Linked DNA regions of Dromaius novaehollandiae: region 2 is linked to region 1. Evidence: chromatin contacts called from public Hi-C data. All regions are on one chromosome and are shown on one strand. Each heading gives the region's core, a stretch centred on a gene start, on an enhancer-like site or on the middle of the called end of the contact. The rest is flanking DNA. Distances are from core to core; before and after follow the strand shown. Region 1 overlaps LOC135328648 (a long non-coding RNA gene). Region 2 holds the start of TMED10 (transmembrane p24 trafficking protein 10).

Region 1 (5,240 bases), core at 1,397-3,896:
CTCAACCTGCTGGCAATGCTTTTCCTAATGCAGCCCAGGATGCTGCTGGCCTTCTTTGCCACAAGGGCACACTGCTGACTCACGGTCAACTTGTTTTCCACCAGGACTCCCAGGTCCTGCTCTGCAGAGCTGCTTTCCAGCCAGTCATCCTCCAGCCCGTACTGGTGCACAGGGTTGTTACTCCCCAGGTGCAGGACCCTGCATTTCCCTTGGTCGAACTTCATGAGGTTCCTCTCTGCCAATCTCTCCAGCCTGTTGAGGTCCCTCTGAATGGCAGCACAGCCCTCTGGTGTATCAGCCGCTCCTCCCAAGGATACACTCTGTCCCATCATCCAGGTCACTGATGAATAAATTGAATAAGCATTGCTCCCCTGCACACTCTTCAACAATGTAAAAGTCCTACCGTTGGAGACAGCAGCAGCTACAGGTTAGTGCTGGTTCAGAATTCTTCTAACTTGCCTTCCCTCTATTGTGAAAGGAGGGAAGGCAAGTTAACTTTAGGCAACAGGCTGTAGCGTTGTTGCTCACAGAGAGACCCAGAAGCTGAGCTCTGTCAAAAGGCTTGACTGTACATTTATTGTACACTTAACCCAAACTCTTATCCATGTCTCACTCCTTTCTTGCCACACAAGGATTTCTGTCCTGGGTTCAAAAGATCAGGAAAGAATGTCAGGATCTGTACGTGGACAGGGTTCTTTTTCTTAGGCTGTGGGCTATCTATTTTGCTGCAAAGACATGACTAACGTAATATCAGTGCAGAAAGTTTTGAGGGACCTTAATGCAGGGCTGTGCTTTCCTGCTTTTTTATTTACTTTAGAAATTACCCCAAAATTATACACACAGGGCAACATTTGAATCCAACATGCTCTATATAACCTCTACTTTATCCACAGAGCCCTTCAACCTCAGGATCATGAACATGCTCTGCCAGCATGCTAGTAACAGCAAGACACTCCTTCAAAGATCTAGCTTCTGTCAGGAGTTCAGTATTGGGCTCCCTCACTGGCCCAAGACTGGCTCAGTCCAAAATCTCCCTAAGCCCTTCCTGCAGAACGCAGTTCATAGAGCCAAAAACAGACTTAGCAAAATAAACAAAAGCAAAGCCCTTCCTCTGGCTAGCACAGCCTGTGGGAGTCCAAGCTCCTTGTGTGCTGTGCTTTAATCTTCAGCACTTTTCACAAATGCCAGATCCCAATGCCACAATCCCTGTCAAATTTTTTACCATTTCCTAGGGTGAAATCTGATAATAAAAACCTTCACTGGCCCCAGATCTTCATGGCGTTTACAAGAACAGAGCACCCTATCCAAAGCTCCATTAGGCAAGCTATACCCAAGATCAGCATGTGTACATCTCCAAAAGGCTTAAGGACAAGAGATTTCATCAGAAGGAATTTCAGTTATTAGACTTGCAGATGCACCACAAAGCAAAGAACTCTGAGGGCAAGTCTGGCCCATATCAACCACCTGTCCTTTCTACAAAAAGCATAACTGTCTGCCTGGCCCTGCTGCGAGCAAGGACCCTTGTTATGCTGGGGGAATCTTTGGAAAACAGGTGAGAGTGCAGAGAACTGGCCTCGTGCCACAGAGAATTGAGACAGGATCAGGTGAGTGACAGGGGTAAAAATTTTGCAGAAAGAGCTGGAGGGGCTGCCCAGGGCAGCTCGCTAAGTAGGCTGCTGCACTGTGGGACTGTAGTATCAACTCTTTAGTTTTGACTGAGCCAGTCGCTTACCTTGACTTTAGCAGGGCTTTGCACAACATCTCCCATAGTAGCCTTATAGACAAATCAGTGAGATATGGACTGGATAAGTGAATAATAAGGTGGGTAGGTGGAGAATTGGTTGGACTACCAAGCTCAAAGTGTTCTGATCAGCAGTACAAAATCCAAATGACAGCCAGGTACTAGCGGCACCTCTCAATGCCCAATTCTGGGGCCAATACTTTGTAATGTCTTTATTAATGTCCGGGGTGATGTGGCAAAGTGCACTCCCAGCAAGTTCACACTCTATACCAAATAATGGGTAGTGGCTGATATGCTAGAAAGAAAGGCTACTACTCAGAGGTACCCCAACAGGCTAGATAAATGGGCTGACAGGGACCTGAGGAAGTTCAAGCAAGGCAAATGCAAAGCCCTGCACCTTGGATGGAATAACTCCCCCATGCAACAGTACAGGTTGGGTGCCAACTGGCTGAGTTGTTTTGCAGAAAAATTATTTGGAACTTGTCTGTAAAGAGTTTGGGAATGCAGTGGAAGAATACTGACTCTTTAGTGCACATCCCTAGGATCCTCATTTTTCACTCTTGAGGGTAGTCAAACACTGGACCAGGTCGTCCAGAAAGGCTATGAAATCTCTATTCCTGGAGATACTCAAAACCTGACTGCACAACAATGTGAGCAACCTGCCCTGGTTGGACCTGCTCTGAGTAGGGCAGGGAGGGAGGAACACAGACGGATCTGTAGGAATCATCTCCAGGAGTCCCTTCCTACCTAGATTATTGTATGATTCAATACTCCTCTCCGAGAACTAGTCACTTCTGCTTTTCTCCCCCAGTGCTCTGCTTCCTGGAGGCCAGCAGGGTGCACTGAAAGGCGAGGAATGAAGTATTCCTCGGGCTTACCCACCGGACCAGCAGCACTCCCGTAGGGCTGCAGAAACATGCTGAGACCTCCCAGAGCTGCAATTCGGGTGCCCAGCCTCCAGGGCAGGGCAGGGACTTGGTCAGCCAGCGGCCGACAGAGGGCACTGCGAGATGCTCTTACCGGCAGGGAAGGGGAGCGAAGGCTGCCTGTGCCGGGAGAGCCCCGGCGGGCGGCCGGGCGCCTCGCTCAGGGAGGGCTCGGGGCCGGCCGCAGCCGGCAACGCCAGCGCGCAGGAGAGGCGCGGGGCGACCGCCGGGGCGGGCAGGAAGCGCCGGTCCCGGGGGCTCGCGGGCGGCCTGCCCAGGCGCGGCGAGGAAGGAGACGGTGGCGGGGCTCCCTGGGCTCGCCAGCCAGCTGCACCCACACCAGCACGGGCGCTGGTGCCAGCCCACGTGTTCACAAGCCAGAGCCCCAGTAACTCCTGAGATTGGCTTGATATCGCTGCTTTAAGTGCTGGATGTTGCTTGTTGCTTCAAGCGTTTGAGGCTACAAGGTTCACATTACCCAATTCTCCTCCTTGATCTCGAGATCTAAACACATACCTAATAAAAAATGAAATTTAAATTCTTACATAACCACATGACTCCAGGCACTGGGGCTTTAAGAAATATATAAAACATTACAGGACTGGTGATGAAATCCCAAAGAGTAGCACCAAGACTCTTCCACTGAGAGAGGAGGACCTGGAGGGGACTGCTGAAACTTAGCAGATGTGAGTAGCCTTGTACCATTTTATTGGACACCTCTACTATGGCTTAGGATCATGCTGCACATCCGTTATGAAATCAAACACTATGGCCACAAAGACATTTACACACTTCTCTCCATCAGCTACAGTAAAAACTATAGCATACTGGTTTATATATGGAGATGATAAGTACAGAAATATCAGACATGGGAGGAAAAATCACCAGTGAATGGATGCTTCTTGGGACCCCAGGAAAGAACTGAGTTTAGGGGAGGCAAAACCTAGAACTGCTGCCTAAGGCATCTGACTTGCATGCTGATGATAACAGCAGCGGCATTTTCAGGCATTCCCACGCCAGTCTCTCCACCCTGCTCTCCTGGCCAGGCTTAACACACCCATTTGCAGGGGTGGTGAAAGGAATGGGAGCTCTAGCTGTTCTCACTTGCCATCTGGGAACTTTGCAAAAGCCCTTTTCCTCGGTGGCTTGCTGGCTAACAGAATTGGTAACTGGGATGGCTACAGCACAGACTCCTTTCTATCACCTGAGACAGAGCTAGCAACCCACTTTATTCAGCAAAGATTTAAAGCAAACTTTAAATTGCTACAGTTAGATCTGCCAGAGCATGTCATTCACAGAGTTTAGAGGTATTCATACATATACATAGAGATGATCTAGACATCTGGAATAGTTGTCACAAACCACAAACCTTGTCACCAGGCTGTTGCCACACACTGCCACTGCTATTTCTGAACCCTTCTTGACCCAACTGATCCTACTGATCATAGGCTCAGTGAACAACGTGAGTTGGAAGGGGTCTCTGGAGGCCATCTAGCCCAACTCTGCTCAAAGCAAGGCTGCTCGAGGGCCTTGTCCAGCTGAGTTTTGAATACCTCCAAGGTTGCAGGTTCCTCACCCTCTCTGGGCAAGTGTTTGATCACCCCCATGTTAAAAAAAAGGATTTTAAGGGACACACTCTGAAGAGTCAGTGTTCCCAAACTGATTTTAGGCAAATCACTTACGTACTCAAGACGCTCTTCCACAAGCATTTATAGAGATCTGCCAGCTACAGGATCTGTCTCTTCCCTTGCTCTGGCACTAGTCCCTGGGTCAGGGACCCAGACCAGCTGGAGTTTAACCCTCCCAAACAAATACATTTTTGTACTAGTTTCCTGAACTAATTCACTGAAGGGTCAGACAAGTACCACCACACAAGACAGGAAGAGAACACAATCACATGGACAGGAGCAAAGAAGACAGCAGGACCACAGGACTGGTTTAAACTATCCTAAAACTGCAGTTTCAATGCCTCGATTTACCTGTCTAGTAATATGGGAATCACACTCTTCACAGACTTCACAGGGTTCTGGGGACTGCTAACTGAGTTAGTTCAAAGCCTTGGTTTTCACCTTCAAGGCACTCAGGGGCCTTGGCCCAGAACATTTAAAAAGCATGCACACACACACACAAATCTGAAGATAAACACTATAGTGAACAACTCTAGCCCTCTTGCAGAAGAGGACTCTGCAATACTGTAATGCTTGCTTGTGCAAGAGACACAATCTTCCAGGGACCTGTCCAAATTCGCAGAATGAACTTCCCAGGGACTAAAGACCATCCCAACACTCACCACCTGCACCTCCAGAATGCAAGGCATGCTTCTTTCACCTGTAATGGAAATGCACTGAAACCTAAAATCCACTGGGGAGAGAGGAGCAAACCACACATTCACGTATTAGTCACATTTGAGGTTAGTGGGAAAGTACTTAGATGCTACACTAAAAAGCTCATGGTAATACACAGAATAGAACAGAACACTTAAATCATTAGAGCCCAAAAGGAGCTCCAAGATCCTCAGGTAGAAATCATTATATAATAAATACTTTGCCCTCACAAACACAGATAATTATTTA
Region 2 (5,277 bases), core at 1,062-3,561, 39 kb after region 1:
TTTCATCAGGAATTTTGTGGTAGAACATTACAACATTTCATATCTTCAGATTCAAATAATCTATGTTTCTTAAAGCTTGTGAAATAATTTCTGCCTGAAGTGCCATAATGGAAAGAATGTTTTCATTGTGCAAGTATACTTTGATATATCGCAGAAACCAGCTAAATATTTATTTTGTAACAGTTGAGCTTTAAATTAATTTAATTGTCCAAGTAAGGAAAGGTTTATGAACTGATTAGAAAAATAAAGATGTACTGAAATGTGCAACAAGTGACGGTAAGTACCATTTCAAAAAATAAACTGAAGCTTAAAACAAGGGCCTGTATATTTGAGCACAGTCAACATTCACTAAGAACATAGAGGCTATGCTAAGGAAAATAGTGTTTCCTAAAATGTCATTTAAATGTAGCACAAGGGCTTCATGTTGGTGGTTTTTTTTTTAAATGAGGGTTCTCTTTATTCCTCTCCAAGCAAAGAGGTCACTCCATCTCTGTGCAGTAGGGCATAGTTCCTGTTCCTTCATCTGAAGGTCAGATAAGCTTGTCGCTTGAGTTAACGCGAAACTAACCCTGCCTTCATCGTACTGCCTCAGCTCTTCTTTAAAGCGTTCTGGTCATGGCTTGGCCTGTCTTGGTCTGCATGTAAACATCTAGCCAAAAAGTTTGGTAGTTTAAGTCTCTTAAGATTGAAGTTTGTACCGATTCCTGCTTATTACTTGCCATTAATGACATGTTTTGCCCACAGGAAGGAATGGTAACATTTAAAAGAAATAAAAGTGAAACAACAGGGTAATACATTTTTTACACAAGCTAATAAAAATAAAAGAGCTTTTTTTTTTTTGTTTTCTAGCAATGCTACCACTCATGTCTTTCTTCTCACCTTTCCTTACCTCCACACACACACAAATATTTGCAGCCAATCCCAGGAGCTAACTACAGATGTGGTAATTGTAATTGCATATTTGGGAAATCTTCCTCCTTCCTTTCCCCCTGCCAAGGCAAGATACACTGAGGAACGCTGCAAGGGCCACAGGAATAAAGAGAGGAGAGCATTAATGCAGATAGTGGGTTATTTAATGCTGTGTTCATAAAAGCTAAACTACTTAAAGTATTAGAGACCAAATGAAAAAAAAAAAAGTAGATCTGTGCATATGCTGGAAAGAAAAAAAAATTATCCAAAGTGTCTTTAAAAATCATGGTAATTATATTTGGTGTCAAAAACACTTGCATATCTCTATCACTATTGTATGGTATTCGCATGGTGCTGATCCACAGAAGAGCGACATCTGATAAAACAAAATTTTCCTGGCTGAAGAAGTCAGAGGGAAAATTACTCTGAAACTTAAAAAAAAAAATGTTAGAAAGGCAAGTGCATCTTCCACCGAAAGATTTGGGAGACATCCAACTGTATAAAAAGTTCTGGGAGTCTGTAGCAGTTCAGATTGCTTGTACATCTGTAGCATGTACCTCTGTATCTTAACACATTTTGCTTTTTTTAACTTATTACCATGTTGTGTAACAGATCATTTCTTGATCCACTATGAAATAGTGGACTCGGCAGTGTTCAATACTTGACTCCCGTGGATCTGCTTCTACCTCGAGAAGATGATCAGACACACACTGAAATTCTCGGCATTCGTAGCTCCTGCAGAAGGTCCCAGTTGCAGCAGGCTCATTTTGGGAGCAGGGGCCAGCGGTGCCCGGACTCAGGGCTGCGGGCCGGGGCGATGCCTGGCGCGCTCGCCACCCAGCCAGCGCAGCGTCCACAGTCTCCCTGAATCCCGCCGGGCACCGCGCGGCCTCCCAGAGACGGCGGCCGGAGATAACAGGCCCTTTCTGCCGGCTATCGGGCCAGGAGCGCACGCGCACGCTTCCGTCACACGTGGCATTTTGTGCCGCCGCTACGATAAAACTACCAATGTTGTTTCAAAAACCCAGTAGTGCTTGTGTTACATCCACTTTACTCTTCTTCCTTCTGACTCTGCTGCCAATATTGAGAGGTGTTTTTTTGGGGGGGAAGACCCCACTGGAGTTCCCTCCCAGGCCTCAGGTACTTTTGTAACCTTTATGGCAGTTCTCTGAAGCCTCAGCCATCACCTGCACTTTAAAGCAGCGTCGCTCTGCAGCGGCTCCGGGTCTACTCTTACTTCCTCCGCCCCCCGCCCGCGGGCACAGCCGGGGAGGCGAACCGCCCGCGCCGTTAACGCTTCAGCCCCCCGGGCTACCCGGCACGCGGGGTCGCCCCGCCCCCCGCTTCCCGCCCTCCGCGCGCGCCCCGCCCCCGCGCCGCCCCTCCCCCTGCGCCGCCCGCGCTCCCGCGCCGCGCGCGCCCCCTGCGCTGACGCACGGCGGCGGCGGTCACGTGGCGCGGGGGAGGGCGCCCGGCCTGTCGCACCCGGAGCCGCCGCCATGCCGCTGTCGCCGCCGCCGCCCGGCCGCCCCCGCCTCAGCCTGGCGCTGGCGCTGCTGCTGCTGGTGGGCCCGGCGCGGCCGATCTCCTTCCAGCTGCCGGGCAAGGCCCGCAAGTGCCTGCGGGAGGAGATTCACCGCGACACGCTGGTCACGGGCGAGTACGAGATCGGCGCGCCGCCGGGCTCCTCCACCGGCCCCTCCGCCAACCTCAAGGTGCGACCGGGGCCCGGCGGCGGCGGGGGCCTGGGGGCGGCGGGGGCGCGCGCCCCGCCCCGCCCCACCTCACCTCCCCGCGCCCCGCCCGCGCGGCGGCGGCGGCCGTGACAGGGCCGCGCGGGGCCGGCGCCGGACGTGGCGGGGGCGGGGCGGGGCCGGAGCGCGCGCGTAACGGCGGCGGCGGGGCCGGGGGCGGCGGCGCCCCGCGGCTTGGCTTCCCCCCGGGGCGGCGGCGGGGTCCGGCCTGTGGGCCGCGCTTTTCCGCGCGCCGTGCCGCGTCCGTGGGTGCCGGCGGCAGGCCTCGCCCGCTGCCTGCGGCGTGGCGGGCGGCCGGGCGCCGCGGTGACGGGCACCCCCGCGGCGCGGCGGGGGAGGGGGGCAGGGCCTGCGCTGTGCTGGGGAGCTGCGCGGGCCGGCAGCCCTCCCGGGAGCGCCGTCGGGGCTAGGGGCGGGTGGCGCCTCGGGGAGCAGCCCGCGGCTTCCCGGCCCCGCCGGCCGTCGTGAGCGGGGCCGTGCGGGCCGCGAGACGTGCGGCGCGGGGTGAGGGTGGGCCGCCGGGGTAGGGCCGCCCTGGGCTGCCTTTGTTGACGCTGTGCGGGGAGGGGAGCGTTGCACTGACGTGGCCGTCGGAGAGCTCCGTCTCTGCGTGCAGCCTGGCGCAGAGGGACCAGGCAGCAGGTCACGGTGGAAGGGCCAGATGGGGACTTGGAAACGAGCTTCTGATAAGCAGTTACTCTGTCCTTTCTGTACCGTGATCTATGTGGATTTTAACGGGGCGTTCTGGCATGCCACGGTGTTCACTGCAAGGAGGAAAGCACCAAGACAATAGCCTGAAGGATCTTTACGGAGTATAGGGGAAAGATCAGCAGAATATATGTGAACAATACTTCTATTTAGGTGACAGGAAGCTATTGAAAGACCACTTTAACAGCTTCACTTTAGTTCTGTTTGCTATCTTCCTTCCCTGGGCTTTCTTCTAATTCCCCAACTATCCAAGCAGATCTATTACTATTTAATCAATTTGCAGAAGCTTTTTTCTGTCTATCTTTTACTTCTCTCTGAGCTTCCAGAGGATTTTAAAAGTGACCATACAAGCAAACAGTGACAAGGCTGTCAGCTCAAGAATCTCTAGGCTCAGAAATGGGAGTGTTCAGTGAGAATTGTGAGATTTTTCTGAGATCATGTTACCCTTGCAGCATCCACCTTCAGATACCTGAAAACCTTGGGATAATGGCAGTCATGCTTGCTTTTGGCTAGCGAAGGCTGTTTCTGAAGTCTTGCTTTTTTTTTTTTTTTTAATTGTTTTGCTCTGTATAGTTACACCATTTGTGAGAGGAGACTTGTCTGTATATAGACAGAGCCAAACAGCTTTAGCCCTTTGAAATGTTGCTATAGCGTTTGCCTTGTAAGGTGCGTGCATTTTAGTCTGAGTGCTACGTTACCTTCTGTCTTTTCTCACTCAGTGATCAAGTGTTGTGGATCTCTGGTTGCCTGCTCTTACGTCAACTGACCTGCAATCTTTTCTGAAACTTGCTTTTATTACAGAGAACTTATCTAGGGAGGTGGTGAAGCCATGAGCCCTATGCCAGGGTTTTAGTCTGGCTTTGCTGCTGAAGCTGATATCCAAATACGAGTGCTCATGGAAGTTTTATTTTATTGGAACTGTAAAAATCAATTTGATTTAAGAAACCAAATGTCACACTGTACTAGTTTGAAAAGCTGCAAAGGAGGAATAGACTATGCTGTTCTTGCTCTTTTTCTTACTCTTCAGGTATGGCCACCCAATGCCCTATGTGTATCTAAGTGCTGCACTTCTGATAGGTGCACACTTCTTTTCCTTTGTGTCTGAGTTGGTGTGGGAAATGTTAGTTCAGGGCATGATATCTGCAGGTGGTCTCCTTTCTTCTGCACTGGATGGTCTGTTTCAGTTCCCTGAATTGGGTCTCCAGAATGTAGGAGGTTGGCAGTTAATCTTGACTGAGCTCGGTATGGTTCCTGTCCATGAGCTCAGTTCTGTGTTTGTGATATTCCAACACTAACAGTGGCACCCTCTGTTTCTGAGGAATCTGCGCAGTTTGCCAGCTGGCTATGGAAGGGAGGCTTTTGGGTGGATGACGTCTCGCTTGGGCCCGGTCACGTGCATCTGTCCCATTGTTGAGGCTGGCAGTTTGGGGAGCTTGTTGGGCTGTTTGTCAAGGGAGAACAATGCCCTGTCTGTAGAGGATGGTGTTACTGTAAATAACGTTAGAATATCATGAAAAATCCCTTTCAGGTCAACTTCTCCCCCACAAGTGTTCTGGATGGGTTACTCACAACTTCTCCCACCCCCACATGCCCAACTGAGTGGGTAATGTATTTGCCCAATTTGGGTAACAGTGTCCAATATTGAAGGAAGCAGATAGCAGAGCTTTTACTGTCTGAGATCCTGTTTATGAGCAGGCTATTGCTAGAGCTGTAAAGGACAAAAATGGATCAAGCAGCACAATATCCTCTAGCTAAAGCTTAGCTCTGGTTTCTCCAAATCCCTAGAGAATAGTGCTCAAAATAATAGGGATGTTTTAAAGGCTTGTCTACTGTGTTCTTGTTGCTTTTTCTTGAGACTGAGGATCCAGTGTGCACACTATGCAGTATCAACCTGGAGGTATATATA

Evidence for each region. A called contact is a pair of places that touch in the nucleus more often than the background predicts.
Region 2: a contact with region 1 is called in a Hi-C map of liver, with 4 times the contacts expected there. The contact joins the promoter of TMED10 here to the enhancer-like site in region 1. A contact is called at or near these places in 4 of 4 Hi-C or Micro-C datasets (blood, brain, liver and 1 more).

What each region holds. Positions count from the first base shown.
Region 1 is chr5:26,878,800-26,884,039 of bDroNov1.hap1, forward strand. All of the region lies in intron 4 of LOC135328648 (a long non-coding RNA gene), which reads right to left. Among named protein-coding and RNA genes, the nearest start is that of FOS, 14 kb to the right of the region's middle. Within about 2 kb of position 2,647, at least 2 of the 2 cell types and tissues checked have open chromatin away from gene starts, as enhancers often do.
Region 2 is chr5:26,917,744-26,923,020 of bDroNov1.hap1, forward strand. It overlaps TMED10 (transmembrane p24 trafficking protein 10), which reads left to right and starts at 2,312. Exons shown (of 5, transcript XM_026120344.2): 1 at 2,312-2,624. The coding sequence starts at 2,409.